Regions from separate parts of the Gossypium arboreum genome. Here region 1 is linked to region 2. The links are chromatin contacts, called in public Hi-C maps. All regions are on one chromosome and are shown on one strand. The core of a region is the stretch at or near the end of the contact, and the rest is flanking DNA. Distances in the headings are between cores, read along the strand shown.

Region 1 (3,887 bases), core at 711-3,210, 160 kb before region 2:
ATATTTAAATTAATTCCAATTTAATAAGCTTAATGTGTAAGCCAATTTCTAGAACACACACGAATTATGGAAGATGAGAAGAAAAACTATAATTAAATTATTAAAATTCTACTTTAAAATTATATTACATAAATTACCATTATATCTGTTAAACTACTCATCATTTATTATGTAAATTCAATTAAATAAATAAATAAAAGTTAAAGTTTCTAAAAAATTAATTATCATATATGATATTTATATTCATGTCTCTTTCAAAAAACTTTTATATAATAAATTATATTTATGTAATTTGACATTTTAATTAATTTTTAAATATATTTTATTTTAAATAACTTACATTTTAGTTTCTTACCAAATCTTGCACAATTCAAAAATTAATTTAAATGAATTTTTATTACCTTAAATAAATATCAATCTAAAGTATATGTAAGGTAATAAAAAGTTAATTGTTTTATTTTTATTATAAATATTCAAATCTTAAAATGGAACCATTTTAATAATCTATATGAAGTTTAACAGATTCTTTTAAATAATGTTAAAGAAAGATTAACATTTTAAAATTTAGACAATAAGTAAAATTAGTTGAATACAGTTAAAAATTCCACAAGCAAAATATATTTGTAATATCTCATTCATTTTGTTTTAATCATGGTGTGTTTTGAAAAAAAATGGTGTGTTTAATACATTTTATTATATGCATGCATTTATAAAAAAATTATAAAAATAAAATTAATAAATAAATTAAGTGCGGTTTTAGTTAAGATAATAAAATTTGTTGCTTTCAAAAACCATTGAGTAAAAAATATATTGAAGTTTAAAATATGTAAATGTTCGTCTCAAGAATATCAGTTGAAACTCGATAATACAATACATCAATTCAATCAAAATTTTATGGGTAAATTGTACAAATGATTCGTCAACTATATCCATGTTCCTATTTTGGTCATCAAACTTTAAGATTTTTAATTTAAGTATTAACATTTGTATTTGTTTCGTTTTGGTCACTCGTTGTTAAATTGATAATAGAAATAATGACATGACTTTTTTAATTGATATAATAGCACATTTAGTCCTCAATACTTATATATTCTATCAATTTGATTCTATTTGTAAATAATTTAATAAATTTAACCCTTCACATTTATAAATTCTATCAATTTGATCATAAAATACTAATTTATAAATTTAACACTAATTTTAAAAACTAAAATACTCGCGTACCTATCATTTTTACAAAATTTGAGATGCTAGCAAAAGTCCTCCTTTTAAAGATGTAAACCCCGAAGTGGGCTTTATAAAATAAAAGAACAATATTGATTGAAACCCTGAAAATATTATACCTTCAGTCAATTGAAAAATAAAAACCAAAGCAGAAAGGCGACTGGTTATATCGTTTTAAACATTTGGTAAGTAAATACAATTAACTACATTTCTTAATTTCGACCTAATAGTGCAACTGTCCAATAAAACATATATGCATGTAGGAGATAATTTTTTTTTTATAAATGTGGAATGTCTTTATTTTAAAATTTGAAAGATTTAGTTAGGAAGTTTGAATATTAAATTGATAGAATTTGTAAATGTGAAGAGTTAAATTTATTAAATTATTTAGAATTAGGATCAAATTGATAAAATTTATAAATGTGAAGATTAAATTTATTGAATTACTTAGAATTAGGATCAAATTAATAAAATATGTAAGTATTGAGGGTTAAATATGTTATTATACCCATTAGAAAAAGGCCAGCGGGTGATTAGAATAAAAACAAATACAAATGTTAGTGCCTAAATAAAATATTTTTAAAGTTCAGTGATCAAAACAGAAATGTGGACATAGTTGGGTGACCATTTGTAAATTTTTCCCAAATCTTATTTCTAACAAACATTAACAGACGCGTATATTTATATTATAAAGGAATTACTTCACTATTTACTTATATTTTAATAATTATTATTACGAAAATAAATAAAGAGAAGTTGAATGCTGAAGTGGCAACCATGTGGACGGCTTTAGCCGACAGTATCGAGTTTTAAGTCGAGGGAAACGGTATCGAAGGTCTGAAGTAAATATCATTGAAATCCAAAACGAAAAGGAAAAGAAAATGGGAGAAAATGAGAGGACGATGAACAACATCAAGGGCAAGGGAGTTGCAGAGCGTTCAAGAGCTAACCACAATTACAGTGGTGAAGACGAAGACGACGACAAGATTACCAGTTTCTCTTTTCCTTCAGTCAAATCCAGTCCTCGCAACGCTTCTTCCAAATACGACTTCGTCAAGGTTCTATCTCTCCAAATCTCATTTATTCTAATTAAGTTTAAACTGTATCTTCCGATTTTCATATGTTTTCTCTTTTATTTCTTTTTGGATTTTTAGGTGAGGGTCTGGTTGGGTGATAACGCCGATCACTATTATGTTTTATCCAGATTTTTGCTCAGCAGAATGTTAACTGTCACAAAGGTCTCAATTCCATTCATTTTTTTAAATAATGATTTTAAAGGATTTTATTGAAATAAGCTTGCTTGAATTTCTTTATTTTCTTCGCTTTTTACTATTTATGTGGTTTTTTACTAGATTATGTTTGGTTTATTTATTTTATATGTGTCGTTATGACATGAGGGTTTCAGATTCCGAATCATGTAGCTATTAAAATCGCTCTTGAGCTCAAGAAGCTGCTTATAGACAACAGCCTTTTGGATGTGTATGATTTCTTTCTGTCTCTTTTGATTTATTTATCAGTTTTATTTATATATATTAATGTTCTATTCGTCATATACTTGTGCAGCTCACAGTCTGATTTGGAAGTTAATCTTTTTAAGGTGTGTTCTTAACATTTTCGAGTTTGTTTTATGGATGAAAAAGTAGAGCGGAGAGCACTTCCAGATTTATTGGAGGTTGTAGCTTTGTGGAGCGTTCTAACATACACTTTGTGCAGCTAATGGAGCGGCGTGGTTATGGGGAAGAGTATATAAATCGGTACAAGATGATGACCAGGTTAGTTAGCTTTCAAGATGATGCCAAACAATTACATGGTGCCTGATTATGGAATTAAAATTTCATTTTCAACTTCTTTATTGCATGTTTAGTAGCATCAAAGCTAATTATGCTAAAAGAACTGTCCTAACTGTCTGATAATGGTGTTTTCTTCCTTATAAGAGTTTCCCCTTTTGGGTAATTATCTTCAATTTGTTATGCTAGATAATTAGTCGTATTGTGGGTCTAGGTCCAATGCATGTTTTCACCCTATACTTGATGATTATAAAGACACAAGTAATATTGGAATAAGTTTAAGTTGGACTATGCATGGAACAAATTTCCATTGACTTATTACTTTCTCTTGACATAAAATATCAGAACAAGAATATCTAAGGAACTTCTAAGCGTTCTTTGTTTCTTTCTTTCAGATTTCACCATCAAAGGGTTCCTTTGGTGATTCTTGTTTGTGGAACTGCCTGTGTTGGGAAGTCTACAATAGCCACACAACTTGCACAGAGGCTGAACTTGCCTAATGTCTTACAGGTTTAGCATTCTGTTTCTTCTTCTGAACTTTTAATATTTTCTTCATAAGGTTAAACCTGTTTGTTATGTTTTTTATTTTATTTTATTTTATGTATTTACATTTCTTTTTTGACTTGTTACAGACAGATATGGTTTATGAATTGCTGCGCACAGCAACGGAGTACGTCTAGAATCTATTTATTTTCTTCTCTTCTTATATTATACAGCTTTCTGTTCCAATTCAGAAGTTTTCTGACTATTTCGAACCAGTGCAACAAATTAAATAAAATGATGGTTATCAAGTAAGACATTTTATGGTTTCAATCAAAGGAAGACATTTTCCACAACCTGTAATAGTTTGTTCTAGTTATACATGGTAGGAATTAA
Region 2 (3,790 bases), core at 429-2,928:
TCCAGTTTAAGTAGTTCCAAAGTGGCACAGTATTTTATCAAATAAGCACGTGTACTATCATAAAATAGAGTATTACTTGGTCCAACTAAACTAAACATGGTTTTTATGATCAGCGAATTAGCTTATATCCATAGAAGTAAATTTGAAGAAGAAAAAAGATTTGACTTAGAGTTCTATCTAACAATTTGAACGTCTTGAAACCTTTTGTTTCTGAATATTATCAATTGTAATTTAGTATTGATTAGTAATTACTCTTTGTCTCTTACCAAGATTACTAATTCACTAGCCTGTTGTGTCTTTTGGCACGGACTGTGGAGAATGATGTTGGTTCATATTCAAATTAATTTGATATCCATGCCTGAGTTTTAGTTGCTGACATTTGAATTTTCAATATGTCTATTAATTTGTACCGGTATCCAGTAGTAAGTTTGCCCAAAAACAGATGGGAGTAAGAGCTTCTACTTTTAACATTTTCTGACTTGTATTTGTTAATTGCAGAATTCACCCTGTGATCCTTGCATGGTGCATTGCTGCATGCACTGGTGTGCTTTATGCCAGGAGCATAGAGAGATGAAGGGACGGCTATCAGATGACTTTGTCATGCCAATGACTGTTGTCAACCCTCCTCCTGTTCAAGAGATGACCGCCAATAATGAAAACCAGGATTCCACACCACCACCCTCTGGGACTAGCACAAACTTGGAGATGCAAGCTCTCTAAGTTCCGGCATTCTTAGTAAAAAATGGCGCATATTGTTGAATGATTTTTGTGTTGGAGGGATTTTATTTAAATATTCATGCCTTGTTTCTCTGTAGAATTGGTTAGTCTTCAGAAGAACTTTTCCATACTCTTCTCATGGTACATCTATTGACACTGAGAGATAATTCCCTAATCAGCGAGGCATTTGATTTGCTATATATATACAGAGATGCCGTTACTTCATTTTTAGTTGTTTCATTGTACATAATCCTTCATGATTTTTTGTCAATTGCTATCACCCCATTGAAGTGGTACCTGGAGATTTGCAGTCTAAGCCATGTCCATGCAAAACCAGCATCAACATTTCAACCAACCATAACATGTAGCAGTAAGATTTTAGAGATTTTATATCAAGTGCTAAAGTTTATGATTTTTTAAGTTGTATTTACTGATGATGAAAGATGTATAAACCAAGCATAGCAATTCGTGTATATTGAATTTCGCTTTCCATGTTGTATTAATTTGTGCATATATAAATAGAACAGAAAGTATTATGTCGGGTAAGTGTCAAAATTTTAGCCTCAGTAGGATACATATATATTAGGCATTGTTTTAGTAATGTTGATTGTCAAAATCTGTCATGTCTTGTGTGTTTGCGTCTTCTTGAAACGGATCTGGATTGTTGGAAGACTGAGTGTTGGGTTATGAACTTTCGTTGGACCTGCAAGGAAAGGATGGACTAAGGTAGAGTTGGCACTTCAATTCGGACGGGATGGATGGTATTGAATCAATTTAGGTTTTTTATATATATTAAATAATAAAAATTAAAATGAATATCATAAAAAATTCAAATTATGAATTTGGGTTTTAAATATTAACGGGTATTGGGTTTTAAATTTTAATGGGTCTAGACTTTTAAGAGTTTTAATAGATATTTGAGTTTGGATACGTAAGGTTATGAACTTTTGGTTTTGTGTGTTAGGGTTAAACTGAAAACGGAATGAATTAAGTCAAACACGAAAGTTGATTAAACCAAGAAACAGAATAAACCAAAAGAAATCGATTTTTTGAGTTGGATTGTAAATGAATTTGGGAAGTAAAACCTAAAAAGTAGGGTGGGTGTTGAGGCCCTGTAGTTGGGGCGTGAAAGAAGTGATAAGAGGGCCTAGGGCATCCTCCTCCGCGATATATTTATATTTTTAAAACAATTCTGACATCTGTATTTCCCGCTCTTTCTTCAGTTTCTCAAAATTTCAGAATTTAAAATGACCTCAAAGCCTTCCCATTTCTTACTTTTCTGCTAAACCTTCATTTGTAACTCACTCGCTTTTTTCATCTGAAGACCTCCAAAGGGCAACCCAGGTAAAGCTAATTGCAATATCTCTACTTATTTTCTTCACAATCCCATGCGATTTCTCTCCATTTCTCTTGTCCTTTCAAATTATAGGATTTTCCTTCTCCGAGTCCCGCAATTGAGGCGCAATGTACATCAAGGAAATATGTTTGGAAGGGTTCAAATCCTACGCCACGAGGACCGTCGTCCCTGGTTTCGATCCCTTCTTCAATGCCATTACGGGTTTAAACGGGTCGGGGAAATCCAACATTTTGGACTCGATTTGCTTTGTCCTAGGTATCACCAATTTGCAGCAAGTTCGAGCTGCCAATCTTCAAGAGCTCGTTTACAAGCAAGGCCAAGCTGGAATTACTAAGGCAACTGTCTCCATTATTTTCGACAACTCCGATAGATCTCGGAGTCCACTTGGTTATGCGGATCACTCTGAGATTACAGTAACTCGACAAGTAGGTCACGAATAAACCCCCCCCCCCCCCCCCTTATTTCAGTTATAATTTTATTTCAATTTGAATTATTCTTGCAAGATTTCCCGTTTCTTTAGTTTTAATTTATATGATTTCATGGAACTCTTATCTTTTTTTTTTAATTGAAAATATATTTGAAACCTCTGCAGATTGTAGTTGGTGGGAGGAACAAATATTTGATCAATGGAAAACTTGCGCAGCCAAGCCAAGTACAGAACCTTTTCCATTCGGTTCAACTTAATGTTAATAATCCGCATTTTCTGATAATGCAAGGTCGCATCACCAAGGTTTTAAATATGAAACCTCCTGAGATTTTATCAATGCTTGAAGAGGCTGCTGGAACAAGAATGTATGAAACAAAGAAAGAGTTCGCATTGAAAACACTCGAGAAGAAACAGAGTAAGGTAGATGAGATAAATAAGCTTCTTGATCAAGAAATACTGCCTGCTTTGGAGAAGTTAAGAAAAGAACGGATGCAGTATATGCAATGGGCTAATGGGAATGCGGAGCTGGATCGACTTAAAAGGTTTTGTGTTGCTTATGAGTATGTTCAAGCAGAGACGATTAGAGATAGTGCGGTTGGTGAAGTGGAAAGGGTAAAGGCAAAGATAACTGAAATTGATAATGATGCAGAAAGAACAAAGGTGGAAATTCAGGATATGGAGACAAATATATCGAAGTTGACTGCTCAAAAGGAAGCTACTATGGGTGGAGAAGTTAAAACCTTGTCTGATGAAGTAGATTCACTATCTAAATCTCTAGTGCAGGAAGTGTCTGTGCTGGAGAGTAAAGAGGATACTCTCAAGGGAGAGAAAGAGAATGCTGAAAAGGTTATAGATTTCTGGCCCCTAGCTCTGCTGTTTCTTTGGAATCGGCTCAAGCATTTTAATTATCTAACATAGAGAAAATCTGTTTTATTTTCTCTTGAATTTGTTTCGTTTTTATCTGCTTTCTAGTGTTTTGTTCCTATTTTCACATAAAAGATTGATTTTAACATTTAGTGTTCCCAGATCATTCACAACATTGAAGATTTAAAGCAGTCTATTGAAGGTAAAGCTATTGCATTGCAAAAGTCTGAACAAGGAGCAGCTGATCTGAACAAGAGATTTGAGGATCTTTCTAAGAGTTTGGAAGATCTTGAAAAGGAACACCAGGTAAACACTTGCTATGTCATTGTTTTTCTAATTATAATTTTATAAGCATTTTATTTCTTGCATTCATTTGTAAACCAAATGTTTTGAGGAAGTTTGTGTAATGAACATGGCAGGCTGTC

The links. A called contact is a pair of places that touch in the nucleus more often than the background predicts.
Region 1: a Hi-C map of leaf shows a contact between it and region 2, with 2.7 times the contacts expected there. The contact joins the promoter of LOC108483589 here to the promoter of LOC108483663 in region 2. A contact is called at or near these places in 2 of 5 Hi-C or Micro-C datasets (both in leaf).

What each region holds. Positions count from the first base shown.
Region 1 is chr1:14,676,611-14,680,497 of ASM2569848v2, reverse strand. It overlaps LOC108483589, which reads left to right and starts at 1,960. Exons shown (of 16, transcript XM_017787073.2): 1 at 1,960-2,282; 2 at 2,379-2,462; 3 at 2,630-2,703; 4 at 2,788-2,821; 5 at 2,938-2,996; 6 at 3,407-3,521; 7 at 3,644-3,681. The coding sequence starts at 2,106.
Region 2 is chr1:14,517,274-14,521,063 of ASM2569848v2, reverse strand. LOC108483663 (structural maintenance of chromosomes protein 2-1) reads left to right here and starts at 1,678. Exons shown (of 21, transcript XM_017787179.2): 1 at 1,678-2,061; 2 at 2,147-2,499; 3 at 2,667-3,347; 4 at 3,528-3,671; 5 at 3,785-3,790. The coding sequence starts at 2,182. LOC108480391 (cell number regulator 6-like) reads left to right here. Exons shown (of 5, transcript XM_017783376.2): 5 at 499-942. The coding sequence ends at 720.